2 separate regions of the Zea mays genome follow, and region 1 is linked to region 2. Evidence: chromatin contacts called from public Hi-C data. All regions are on one chromosome and are shown on one strand. Each heading gives the region's core, a stretch centred on a gene start, on an enhancer-like site or on the middle of the called end of the contact. The rest is flanking DNA. Distances are from core to core; before and after follow the strand shown. Region 1 holds the start of LOC100281700 (aldehyde dehydrogenase, dimeric NADP-preferring). Region 2 has its middle 12 kb from the start of LOC103654578.

What was found. Hi-C and Micro-C count contacts between places; a contact is called where the count stands out from the background.
Region 1: a Hi-C map of endosperm shows a contact between it and region 2, with 5 times the contacts expected there. The contact joins the promoter of LOC100281700 here to the enhancer-like site in region 2. A contact is called at or near these places in 2 of 25 Hi-C or Micro-C datasets (bundle sheath and endosperm).

Annotation. Positions count from the first base shown.
Region 1 is chr4:214,600,049-214,606,422 of Zm-B73-REFERENCE-NAM-5.0, forward strand. It overlaps LOC100281700 (aldehyde dehydrogenase, dimeric NADP-preferring), which reads left to right and starts at 4,576. Exons shown (of 10, transcript NM_001368082.1): 1 at 4,576-5,271; 2 at 5,866-5,934; 3 at 6,052-6,148. The coding sequence starts at 5,089.
Region 2 is chr4:214,439,571-214,446,585 of Zm-B73-REFERENCE-NAM-5.0, forward strand. No RefSeq gene overlaps it. Among protein-coding and RNA genes, the nearest start is that of LOC103654578, 12 kb to the left of the region's middle. Within about 2 kb of position 3,346, at least 20 of the 20 cell types and tissues checked have an H3K27ac peak or open chromatin away from gene starts, as enhancers often do. A contact at or near this core is called in bundle sheath and endosperm, where this site is marked.

The DNA.
Region 1 (6,374 bases), core at 3,326-5,825, 160 kb after region 2:
ACTAAAGCCAGAGAAACCTTGCATAACTAAGGGGCAATGATCCGAGGTCATGGTCCCAATGGCCTGCATATCAGCCTGAGGAAAAATATCATGCCACTCTGTAGTCGCTAAAAATGTGTCAATTCTAGTCATTGTTGGGTCGTCTTGTTCATTTGACCAAGTGTATAGTTTACCATTGAGGTCGAGCTCTAAAAGCTGAAGGTAGTCAATTGTGTGGTTGAATTGTCTCATCACTCTTCTTTTTTGGACACATTTGGCATGGTGCTCGAACCTTGTTCCGAGATGTTTTTCCTAGTATTGATCCAGACTTGGATGCTCAAGTGGAATTTGGAACATTCGAAAAAGTTGGAGATCCAACTACAAGGAGACAGGCAGCCTGATACCACATTGCTATGATATCTTTCACCTCCATTTTTTGTTTGATTTGACATGAGGAACATCTCATGTCCTTTCTTTGACTCTTTTTTATATGGGAAATGATCCCAAATGATAAGTGAATAGGTGAGGAAGTTATAATTGTAAATAAACCAGGATCGAATCTATGGAAGCATTGGTTTATACGTTCCTTTTAGTTCCGACTTTAGGGATATTTTTTTCGCTATCTTCTTCCGAGAACCACCTAAGGTTCCGACTAAGAAATGAAATAATTTAATTGAAGTAAGAAGTCCCCCGGAGGGGAGACTTCTTACTTGACTTCTTACTTCAATTAGTCCCGATGTTCTTCGAATGGATCTCTTAATTGTTGAGAGGGTTGCCCAAACGCGGTATATAAGGCATACCTAGTAAAGCTTACAAGTAAACCAAATATGGAGATGGCGACTAAAGTTGATGTTTCCATTTTTATAGAATTTCAAGATTACAATGGATCTATGAAAAGATCGTGTATTTACAACTACAACGGAATAGTATACAAAGTCAACACCAATGATTAAATAGAATTTATGGCTACACAAACCGTTGAAGATAGTTCTAGACCTAAGCCAAAACGGACTGGCGCAGGTAGTTTATTGAAACCCTTGAATTCGGAATATGGGAAAGTTGCTCCGGGTTGGCGGACTACTCCTTTTATGGGGGTCGCAATGGCTTTATTCGCGATATTCCTATCTATAGTTTTAGAAATTTATAATTCTTCTGTTTTACTGGACGGAATTTTAACGAATTAGGTTTCTACTAACTAAAACTATGACTTCATAGTTTTTCCATCCAAAAAAAGCCTTTCTACTTTAAGCTCCACATTTCTAGACATTTTGGTAGTTCGACCGTGGATTTTTTTGTTTTGGTATCTCTGGAATATGAGTGTGTGACTTGTTAGAATTGATCCTATTGATAATACATAGAAGGGGCATGTTATCTTTATCAAGATGATTCTAATTCATCAGATATTATTTATTCTAGTATCTGGAACACGAAATACATAGAGTGGATAAAAAAGGAACTATGATTCATACTCACTATTTATACCTCGCAACCAGACTTAAAAAAATGAAGTAGTTCTTAATAAAAAAATAAATTTTCTTCCTTCCAATTTTGTTTGCCCAAAAGAGAACTCTTTTCTCTTTCAATAAATGATCATCAAGCAGTTCTTATTCGAAGAACCCTTGCCTTTTGTTTATCTTGAGACTCAATCATCGTGGCTCTAGTATGAATGTAAGGTTTTAATTGAACTGATTCATAGGATCGCAACAAGATAATTTCTATCAGAAAACCACTAGAAATTTTGATTTTATTTTTTGACTAGTCAAAAAATAAAATCAATAAAAAATAGGGAACATGAAAGTCAAGAGGCCTCTAATGATCAACATAAGGGAAAGAAAGACAGATGAGCCAACTTGAGATTTTTTGGCATTATTATCACAAAGAAGAAATTGTGGATTTTTCTTATTTCATATCTTCAAGGCAAATCGATCCAATACCGTGGCTGATGGAGTTTTGAACCTTTTTTCTAATATCCGTAGAAACATTTGTGTATTTCTGCTTGAGCCGTACAAGATGAAATTTTCATATACGGTTCTCGAAGGGGGAGTCGGGCTAGTTACCTATCTCAATAAAGTATATGATTGGTTTGAAGAACGTCTTGAGATTCAGGCAATTGCGGATGATATAACTAGTAAATATGTTCCTCCTCATGTCAACATATTTTATTGTTTAGGGGGAATTACACTTACTTGTTTTCTAGTACAAGTCGCTACCGGTTTTGCTATGACTTTTTACTACCGACCGACCGTTACAGAGGCTTTTTCCTCCATTCAATATATAATGACGGAGGCCAAATTTGGTTGGTTAATCCGATCGGTTCATCGATGGTCAGCAAGTATGATGGTTCTAATGATGATCCTGCACGTATTTCGTGTGTATCTCACAGGTGGATTTAAAAAACCCCGTGAATTAACTTGGGTCACAGGTGTGGTTTTGGCTGTATTGACTGCATCATTTGGTGTAACTGGTTATTCTTTGCCTTGGGATCAAATTGGTTATTGGGCAGTCAAAATTGTTACATGTGTACCCGAAGCTATTCCGGTAATAAGGTCCCCTTTAGTGGAATTATTACGTGGAAGTGCTAGTGTGGGCCAATCCACTTTGACTCGTTTTTATAGTTTACATACCTTTGTACTACCTCTGCTTACTGCCATATTTATGTTAATGCACTTTCCAATGATACGTAAGCAAGGTATTTCGGGTCCGTTATAGGGAAGGCATAGCATAGAGAATTCTAATTCTCATATATCATATCGGGTAGGTTGTGGTATTTCATTGCTACAAACATGGGTTATTGTAAAATAAGACATGTCATTTGGATACTTCTCTTCAACTTCGAAGTATTTTTATACAAATAGTTGAAATGAATTTTACGAAAGAAAATAAGGCGGATTATGGGAGTGTGTGACTTGAATTATTAATTTGGCCATGCAGATAGAGAATTGGATCTGCCACATTAGAATTCACGACCAAAGGTGTTTCCGCATCCAATCAACACGTAAGTCCCCTATCTAGGAAGGATAGACTGGTTCACTCGAGGAGAATATTTTCTATGATCATACCCCACCAACCATGTAATCCATGAACAGGCTCCGTAAGATCCTATAGAGTATAAATGGAATAAGTCATGTGATATGATCCAATTCAATTTTTATTACACTTACTTTTTATTATAGTATGGAAATGCATTCATTTTCTTTGCATCGATTTTGATCCGCAATACTATCGGAGTAAAAGAAGGGACCTAAGGAAGAACACAGGCTAAACTTTTTGATTTTTTATTAGTAACAAGTAAATACTTTGTTTGGACATAAGAAACTTGCGATATCAAGGGGATAAACAACAACTAATCAAGAGACAATCCACAAAGCAATTGATCATGATCAAATTTGTAAGCCCACTTGGATATTGAGCATTTAAGGATAAGAATAGGATTCTTTTCAATGAGTAGTTATAGGCGCAACTTCGGAAAAGATAATTTGATAAAGTTTTTCTTACCTTGAGTCATTGAGTCATTATATACCCCTATTCTATTATGGATCCTCCACGGTCTTATTTCTTTCGTTCTTGCTCGAGCCGGATGATGAAAAATTCTCATGTCCGGTTCCTTTGGGGGATGGATCCTAAATAATTCACCTATCCCAATAACAAAGAAACCTGACTTAAATGATCCTGTATTAAGAGCAAAATTAGCTAAAGGGATGGGACATAATTATTATGGGGAACCCGTGTGGCCCAACGATCTTTTATATATTTTTCTGGTAGTAATTCTGGGTACTATTGCGTGTAATGTAGGTTTAGCGGTTCTAGAGCCGTTAATCAAAGCTTCAATAAGCTAGTTTATTTCTATTTTCGAATATTTATCATCCGCTAGTTCAGTTTTGAACTAAACCAGGATAAATAAAAAAGATTGCATTGAGTATAATTTAGGCTAACAGGAGTACATATCTGATATCTTGTTTCGCGTGTGTCGTTTTACCGGGTCACATGCTGCACATAAGCCACACGTATGACAACATAAGCTGCTGCAGAAGCTAGCTGTTTGAGAGAAGTTCTGCTTAAATTTGTGAAGAAGCTGAAAATAAACTGTGCCAAACAGGGCCATAACATGAACGCTACTGTCACCATTACGTAGGCGGCAGGCCCCACAACCGACTTGTTTAATCCACATCCACACACTCGCTATTCAACCATGTTTTATCCTACTCCCTCTATATAAAAAAAGTCATTCTAGGCAAATATTATTAAGTTTTATTTATTTATAGTATATAACTAATATATTATTAGATCAACCATTATTTTCTATAATAAATTTATTTAGAGGTATAAATGTATTATTTAAAAAATTAGTCAAAGTTAAAAAATTAAACAGCACGCATCCTGTAATAATCATATACTTATTCTAGAATGAGTGAGTACCTTGTGTATTGCTGTTACGGACAAGATAAATCTGAAACGCCATCGAAACCGAGAGAGAGGTGACAGTGAAAGGTGACGATGTTTTCACAGGCGGTGAGGAAACCCACGTCATCCCCTGCGTCCTTCGTTTCCCTTCCGACGAAAGGCGTCCGTCGCCTTCGCCATTCTAGAATTGTACTAGCAGTCCACTCAGACCGATGGGCGATGGCGAGGAAGGGGGAAGGAAAATATCAAAAGGAATCTCCCAAGTCCAAACAGACCCCATCGCCCGCCGCACGTCACGACATGCCCTTCTCCCTGCTAGTGCTGCCACCGCTCCCGCTGAAAAAGATTATTAGTTTTTCATTTCTATTTTTAATAATTGAACCTCTTCTGCCGGTTCTTCTCCCTCCTTGAGTACTACTTCCTGGCAATTTATCTTCTCCAACAAGGTCCGACATCAACAAGTGATTGCTCGCGGCCCCGCAAGCGAGAGAGAACTTTTCAACCCAAACAAACAGTCCAATCCAATTCCTAGGGCAATCCGGTGAACGTGTGCGTGTGTATATACATACACACGGCCGCCGCCGCCGCAGGCCTCGCTCCTACCGCCACCGGACTCCCCTTTCGCGTCCGCTTCTCTTGTTGTTGCTGTGCTCTCCTGTTACCGGGACCCGGAGGAAGGCAGGAAGGAAGGAAGGAAGGAAGGCGGGGATGGCGGAGGAGACGGTGCGGGAGCTGCGCGCGAGCTTCGCGGCGGGGCAGACGCGCCCGGCCGAGTGGCGGGCGGCGCAGCTCAAGGGGCTCATCCGGATGATCGACGAGAAGGAAGCCGAGATCAGCGCCGCGCTCCACGAGGACCTCGCCAAGCCGCATATGGAGTCCTTCCTCCACGAGGTGAGTTATTACTGTACTACTTGCTAGTTGTACTTTCCGATTCCTCGGGTTTTAATGTTTGTTGGACTCGCACGCGCTCTCGCGGAACCGCTGATGCCCATGTTCCTGTGACGAGTTCCATGGGGGGGAATTCCGACGTGATTCCTTCCCCTCGTCCATGGGCAAGGAGCCAACGTGCCCTGGCCCTGTTCTTCTGACAAGGGGGCAGGGCTGCTGTTGTGAATTGGGAAAAGCTGGGTAGTCAGTTTCTTATGAACACGCCCTCAACTCAACTGGCCAGCTGCTGTGGGGACTCTGCAAAGGGTAGCGTTGCGTGTAAATTGGTTTCTTGGTGGTGTTTGCTTCCACGGTCTCCCCGGTCTTCCGCTTCCGCAAAATTTACCACACTTTGCTCGCTATATACGTACTTCAATTCAGCTAGCACTAGTACAAAACACACATGTTTACTTGCTAGCAGCATTTGTCAAATCTTGTACCATGCAGTGGCAAGATTGTTTAGTTCTCAGTAGTCACATCAAGATTAATTTCATCCTTGTCTGGTACGAGCAACTGAGGACCGCGTGCTGCTTCTCCTGTGTTGTGTTGGTGCCTCAGATATCACTTACAAAGTCGTCGTGCAAGTTTGCGCTCAAGGGGCTCAAGAACTGGATGAAGCCCGAGAAGGTATTTTATTTATTATCCACCTCTGCAACTGGAGCTTCCAGGAGAGATAAATTTGTTTCTCCTCCTGCTGCCACTGTTTATCTGGCCCGGTGCTAACCTTTTGGGATTCGTGCTCAGGTACCTGCGGCCATAACTACATTCCCGTCCTCCGCCCAAATCGTGCCGGAGCCCCTCGGCGTCGTGCTCATCATCTCAGCCTGGAACTACCCTTTCAGTAAGTTCATTCTAAACTGTACAATTTTTTTTTCTTCTTCTTCTAGCTTGCTAGGCTGGACTATCTCTGGTTTTTAATTCGAAAAATAGGAACAGAATCTGTTCAACAGATGGCTCTCCTAAAAACACTTGCAAAATCTGTTGAGTAAGGTAGTTGTTAAACAGTTTGTTGTTGCGTGATGGAGTTGGAGCCTAGAAGATCCTGCCATTAATTTCGTATGCTTTCG
Region 2 (7,015 bases), core at 2,096-4,595:
TGCTAGGTCGAGTAGCTGCTTTGCTAATTAGGGATCTCGGTAGAAGTCGAGTGATTTTTCTAGCACTCGCGCGAGGTTAGGAATTGGTTGTATCCATTTTGGTAACAGGATCTATGATGGTCTATGGGCATGGATCCTGGGTGGATGCCTTGTCTATGAGACGAGAATGGAATTAAGGACTCATGTGCGCATACCTGAGTCAAGCATTTGAACGTACTAGACACATGTCGGGATTATGGTAACCGATAAGCCTAGTACCTGATTGAACCTGCCCGCAGTCTTTCCTCCTCACTGGACCTGAGACAGAGTCTCCCATGCTAGCGATGGTGGGTACAAATGTGGATATTGCACGGCAGCGACCGAGGTCAATAGAGCACTGTATGCCAAGGCCATGAGCCCTGATCTGTTGCCGGGGAATCGATGGGGACGGCTGATATGTGTGGGGACGGAGTGCCACTACATGTCGTGTGTTTAGGTTTACCTTGCAAGGTTAAAACTCGATTCAAATTATCTGCTTCTCGCAGCTAATGAGACTGTTTGACCCCTTGTACTGCATCGAGTAAGAAGCGAAATAAGGTTCTGGAGATAACATGTTGATTGCACTAAATGATTGTTACCATGTATGCTTAGAAAGGAGCAAACCTAGTGTAAAATGGATATGATAGAACTTGAAAAGCTAAAATTTGTTTTAGACTCAGCTAGTGCTTTTGGCAAACCAATCCCCTCAGCCAAACAACTTTATGGTCTAGAGGTAGAGGAGTAGACTCCTCACACCGGGTAAGTCTAGCCGGTAGGAGAGGACCAAGAGGAGTAGTGGGCCAGGCCTTGCCCTATTCCTCGTTATCAACGTTATTTATTATCCGCTGCAATGTTAAGAACATTGTTATCTTTGTCAAACTCCGTTTTATGTAATAACTTAAGTACTTAAACTTGTGGTTTCATGTTTATTGCATTCTCTCTGAGTCTCACCATCGGGTGAGCTAATGGTACTCGATACTTGGTAAGTGGCTCTATCGGACTAGATCCGAAGAACTGATGGGTTATTCTGATTTAAGTGTATTGTCGCCTTCAAGGCGTGACTCGGGCACTTAAGCTGGAATAATCTGGGTGGTTCTGCCATATTCAGCATTCCAAAGCCTTCGTGTTTTTTGTGGATCGAGCTCGTTATTAAAAAAACGATATATCACCACGAAGGGGCTACTGTTGGGGGTCTTCTTCTCCGCCGAAGGCCCTCAAGACAAAAACACCTTCAGCAAAGTAATACTGAAGTCTTCTCTCCTTCTGCCGAAGGTTCTCAAGACGAAGACCTCGCTTATAAGCAACGATGCCAAGTGCCGAAGCTACCATCAACTTCGGTTTAAATCGAGCAAAGGATGAAAAGACTAGATAAACCTTAGTAATTTAAGTTATGCCAATAAATAGATGTTGAGGGTCATGAATGTAATTTTACCCAGACTGTGTCCCGTGTCTATAAATAGAAACAGTAGCACCATACTGTTCACGATGTATTCTAATTGCCCTCTCGTGTCTTCACCTTCGAGCAAGCCGAAGGTATCATTGTAATATGAATTCTATTAATATTCATATTTACCTTATGGAATTTAATCATCGATGAATTAATAACTTGTATCTTTTATATTGATATTTGTGTATTTTAATCTATTGATAACATGATGAAGGCATGTACTTTAAGACCTTGATCCGATGATCATTGAATCCAAGAGGAAACAATGCTTCGGAGGACGAAAGTCTTTAATCTTTAATGATTGTGTTGCCTTGTTTTTGATTCACAGCATTTGAGAACAAGTGACCAACACGACCGATGGCGGGCAGGGTCAGTGGCGGCGGAGCGAGTGCGAGTGTATCCATGTGTCTCGGGGCATGAGCGTGAGTGAGCAGAGAGAATGGAACAGTGTGGGCCACTTCCGACCGACAGCCGTTAAACATAAGCTTATGTCTGATGGCCTGCTCTAATAGTCGTCGAACATAATCTTATGTCCGACCGCATGCTGTGATATCTCGTCACTGCTCAAAAATAAGCTTATCTTCGATGGCTGTCACGACAGACCGTCGGACATAAGCTGGCCATCGAACTTTTTTTAGTTTTATATTGTGTCTTTTTCTTAGGCTTCCATGTTCCTTTCACCCACATGTGCCTCATATACAAACCCGCCTTTCTCCTCTGAGACTCAATGTAAGACCTAAAATTGGCAGAAAGAAAAATATATATATGTATCATTAAATAATAAAATAAAGAAGTAGATATTTATGATAGTATTTCTAAAACTTTTGAAAGCCTTGGGAAAAATTACTAGGACCTTTCCTATTCATAATCAATTAATAAATATTAATTTAGTTAAGTAGCCACTAGATAAATAATGAGGAGATGCATTTCTTGGTTACAATTATGGTGATACATCCTATTGGAATAAGGTATCATAATTTGATCTCAAAATTTTAAATAAAATATCAAATAGAAAATGAGGAAAGAAATAAATAGTAATCAAAATAAAGTAACTAAATAGATAGATTACTTTATGCATACGCATATCATGTTGAGGTTTTGAAGTGAACATTTCAATTTAGTTATAAAATAGGTGAATGAGAGTAAAATAGAAATTTGAATAGGGAAAATGACACTTTGGATTAAGTGAACTAACCTTGTTGCAAGTAAGATAATAAAGAAAATACTCATAATAATAATGATAAAAAAGGGAGAACAGAGGATTATCTCATATTAGACTTTTCTACACGTTTTAAAAATTTGGAAATTCGAACTTGAAGTTTGAGTTGAATTTGAAATAGGAAAGAAAAATCAGAAAATAGAAAAGAAAACACGAAACGTCCCTTGCGAGCAGGAAGGGGTGCCGCCGTCTGAAACCGAGGTACCTCGGCGTCGAGCCCTGGGGATCTGGCAGTGAAGCTTTGTCGGATCACGCGGGTGGTTGTGGTGTTCGGATTGGGGGTGCGAAAGTGACCTGAGGAGGGTGAATTCGGGCCGAGCTCGGGATTCTACCCCTTTGCCGCTAAGCATCAAAATTGATCCCCGCCTCTACACGATCGCTAGTAAATTAACCATTCGCATGTTCTCTGTAATCTCCGCATCACTATGCGTGCTTCAGCGAATTACTTGGAGCACCGGGGCGCCTAATCGGCTGTCTCCGGCAAGCTACGCTGCCGTGAGCTCATTGCGCCACCGCTGGGGCAGGCAGATGGGTGGTGACGGGGTCCTGGTCGTGGGATCTGAAATGGAGGGAAATGATTAGAAGTAGCATACCCCCTTCGCGTGAGCAGATCTGGGCGTCGATCGGGCGAGGTGCGGATAGGATTTAATGGCTGGGGTATTGGATCGCGATCGTCGATATGGGATTGTGGGGCTCATAATACATACCCGTTCGATTGAGCTAGGTTAAAATCTAGGCCCTCGGTTTTTTATCTGACGGCTGGGAATCAAAGATATCCCTTCGGCGTGGTTGGTTTACAAAAGAGACCCTACGTTTATTTGATTTATTGCCCGCTATCCTTTTCTGTTAAAACTGATCACAAGCAGGTCCCTGGTCTTTACAAACTCACCCCTGAAGTTTATTTTATGCATAAAAAGGTATATAAAAATGGATAAAAACTTAGATAATTCATATCTTGATCATTTTAACTCCAAATTGATTCATTCCAGTAGCATTAATTTTGTTTTAATATTGTTTATCACTTAGTACCTTTGTTTACCCATGAAACTTGAATTAAAATTATTCACTTGAATTACTCTATTCTAGGTACTAAATAACTTCAGAAATTCATAACTAGACAATTGTAACTCCGATTTGATCCGTTCAAATTGCGTTAGATTCATAATAATGTTATCTATACAGTATGACACTAACATTTATCACACCCCATACTTTTATTATTAGAAATTTGTCTAGCCTATGTTTAATAGATTAACTCCTCTAATCGAAGTTAACCTCTCCATAATTATAATTTGATTAAAATATGATCTCTAGTAAAGTTATAATTAAGATTAAGGTTGAGTTAATCATTTATAGAATAGTCTCACATATGATATACACTAACCAATTTATAATATAATTTAATATTTAAACCACATAGATCTACCATAAATCATAATTCTTTAACCGTAACCTGATTTTAGTGTTTCGCGAACCCACGATCTCGTAGCAACGCGTAGATTATTATTATGCAGTTTTTCTTATGTTTGATGTGATGTTAATTTTGTCTATACCATGTTTGTTTGTATTGCTACGACTAGAGTGAGGTCACGAGAATCTGAAGATCATCCTGGTACCTGGAATCTCAAGACCCAGGCAAGTTGTGCCTTTGACCACTTTTATTACCCAATAATGTTCTTTATTATCACTTATTCATGTATAGGCTTAATTTTGATGGGACCCAATAGGTCACCCTAGTTTGGTTATCTTGTTACCTTGTTTACCCCTGAACTATTTGGGTAGTTTTGCTATTGCTCTATATGGTTTTGGGTTTAATATTACATTATGCTCAAGTTCCAATTATACTGTTATTTTATTTATTGTTCATGACAAGATCATTATTTTAATTGGAACATGAAGCTTAACTTGAAAAACACGTGCCACCACAAGGGTGAAATGAGACGTCCTTGGCTGACTAACTAGGAAAGGTAGTGGAGGACTACCTTACCCAATAGGGGCAAGGGCAGTAGGGGAGTAGGCGTGTAGGGAGGTTCCCATGTTAATTTTGTAGCGATGGCGGTTAGACGGGGGATTCCTGCATTGCTCTTCCTAGAAACAGTAGCGGGTTTTCTAAATCTAGTGGAACTTTGTAAAGGCCTCGTAGTGGATCCCTAGGCATTCACCTCGGTCGTGTCTAAGGGTCTAGCTAACCCTGGTGACATGGGATACACGACTTGTGGGTACAGGGTACAACCTCTGCAGAGTGTAAAACTGGTATACTAGCCGTGTTTGCGGTCATGAGTAGCTCTGGACTCTCGCATGATTAAATTATGGAACTAAATTCAATTTGTCATTTGCATTGCATGTGATTTACTATTAATTTTGTTCTATTATTATTATGGTTTGGTATTTACCATTTAGTAACTGCTAATGAAATTTGACCAACTTATTAAAAGCAACGCTCTGCTTTAACCCCTATTATTGATCAGCCTTACACTTCACATTAACTCTCACCTTTGGTGAGTTCATATACATTATTCCCCACAAATTGTTGAGCAATGAACATATGTGAGCTCACCCTTGCTGTCTCACACCCCATAGGTAAAGAACATGTACCGTAGGATGAGGCGCATGGAGGATGCTGCGATGTGTTCGTGAGAGGTCTTGGCCGTCGTCTCCCAGTCAACTTTAGGTTGCTAGATCGTTATCTCCTTTTGATGTAATTATTTATTTATTTATTTTGTACATAACTCTTATTATATAGTAAAGTTGTAACATTTGTTTCTGTACCATGATTTATCATATGCGTGAGACTTGATCCCAGAACACCTAGTGATTATGTTCACGTCCGGATCCCTAAAACCCGGGTGTGACACTCGACCGTGGCGATCATCATGTATAGGATGTGAGCCGCTTATGGATATCACAACGAGGGACCTCTACGACCGGATTGAGTTCAACTATATTGATAGTGGTTCATGGGAAGCAGGGGTGGGAGGTTAAGTATAGCGGCGACGGGTGGGACACTTAGAAGCTCATGGTCTTTGTCGTGCCTCACTCGCACCGCCACCTTGGCTGGATCCACACCATTATTGGTTGTTGGGGCTCATTCCGACTATTTGAAAGTGGGTGAAATACGGTGTTTTCTTATAGCCAAATACGGGATCTTGAAAATACGACGGGTTGGAGGCTCTCCTGTTTTCGTCAGATCCCAACCCGTCAACCATCTGTTTCAAGATTTTTTGTTTCAGTAAATACGAAAAGTGATCAAATGTTGAAAACGAAACAAATTGTGACAAGATGTAACCCGCCCCCTTTCAACCTAATTAGGCTACCAAATCAACCCATATATGTTTGGGCCGGGCACCACCGCTACGTGACGTGTGAGATCCTGTTGCGTGACGGAGGGTCCGCGGTCGCCTCGCGCGAAGCCACCGCCGTTAACTTCCCAACCACCCACCCGACCAACTTTTTTGCAAATTGGCCCTTTTCGGATTTTTTTTGCACAATTATGCCCCTGGCAGTTGCTTTTCAAAAAATGGACCCTTAGCTCGGCGCCGTCATCATTGGCGCCGAGCTTGTGTGTGCCGGCGCCAATATTGTTGGCGTGCATACGTTAGATGGAGGGATGACTTGGAATCTACGTGGCACGTACCTCGGCGCCATAGATCTTGGCACCGAGGTAGTTGCCGCCCCTACCTCGGCGTCAAGATCTATGGCGCCGAGGTACGTGCCTATAAATAGGTCCCTACGTCCGACTGGTTTGTGTGCTCATTCCAATTCTTCGAAACTAGAGATATCAACCTGATTTATAGGATGTCTAGGCGTGGTAAATCTGCTAAACAAAGGTAAGTGTTGGATCCGCCTCTTATTTTGCGAGTCTATTATATTTGTGATTGTTATATAGCTTATGGAAATTTAGGAAGGATCCTTTGACCGGAACTGCATTCGACCCGCTGCCTTTGCCAAGTGGTGTTCCAGTGCCTATGTGTTTTTGTGGTGATCCTTGTAAGGTTGATAAGTCTGAGGATCATGACACCTATCGACAGAGGTATTGGATGTGTGCTAACTTTGCATTTGAGCCAACTATTGCTCAACGTCGGATGAATTTAATGGTGAGAATAGTCTTGTAATATGTTAACAATTTGAAGACTCGGAGTGGTGAATGTTTTTTGCCTACTAATAATTGCATGTTTTGTAGACTCCTCCACCGCTATGTGATTTTGAGCAGTGGATTGACACAGAAATATCAGGGAAAGACAAGAAGTGGTTGGAGAATCTTAAAAAGTGGGATGCAGAGGACAAAGAGAGGATGGAGAAAAGACGAGAGGAGCTTGCTGCCGAGCAACAAC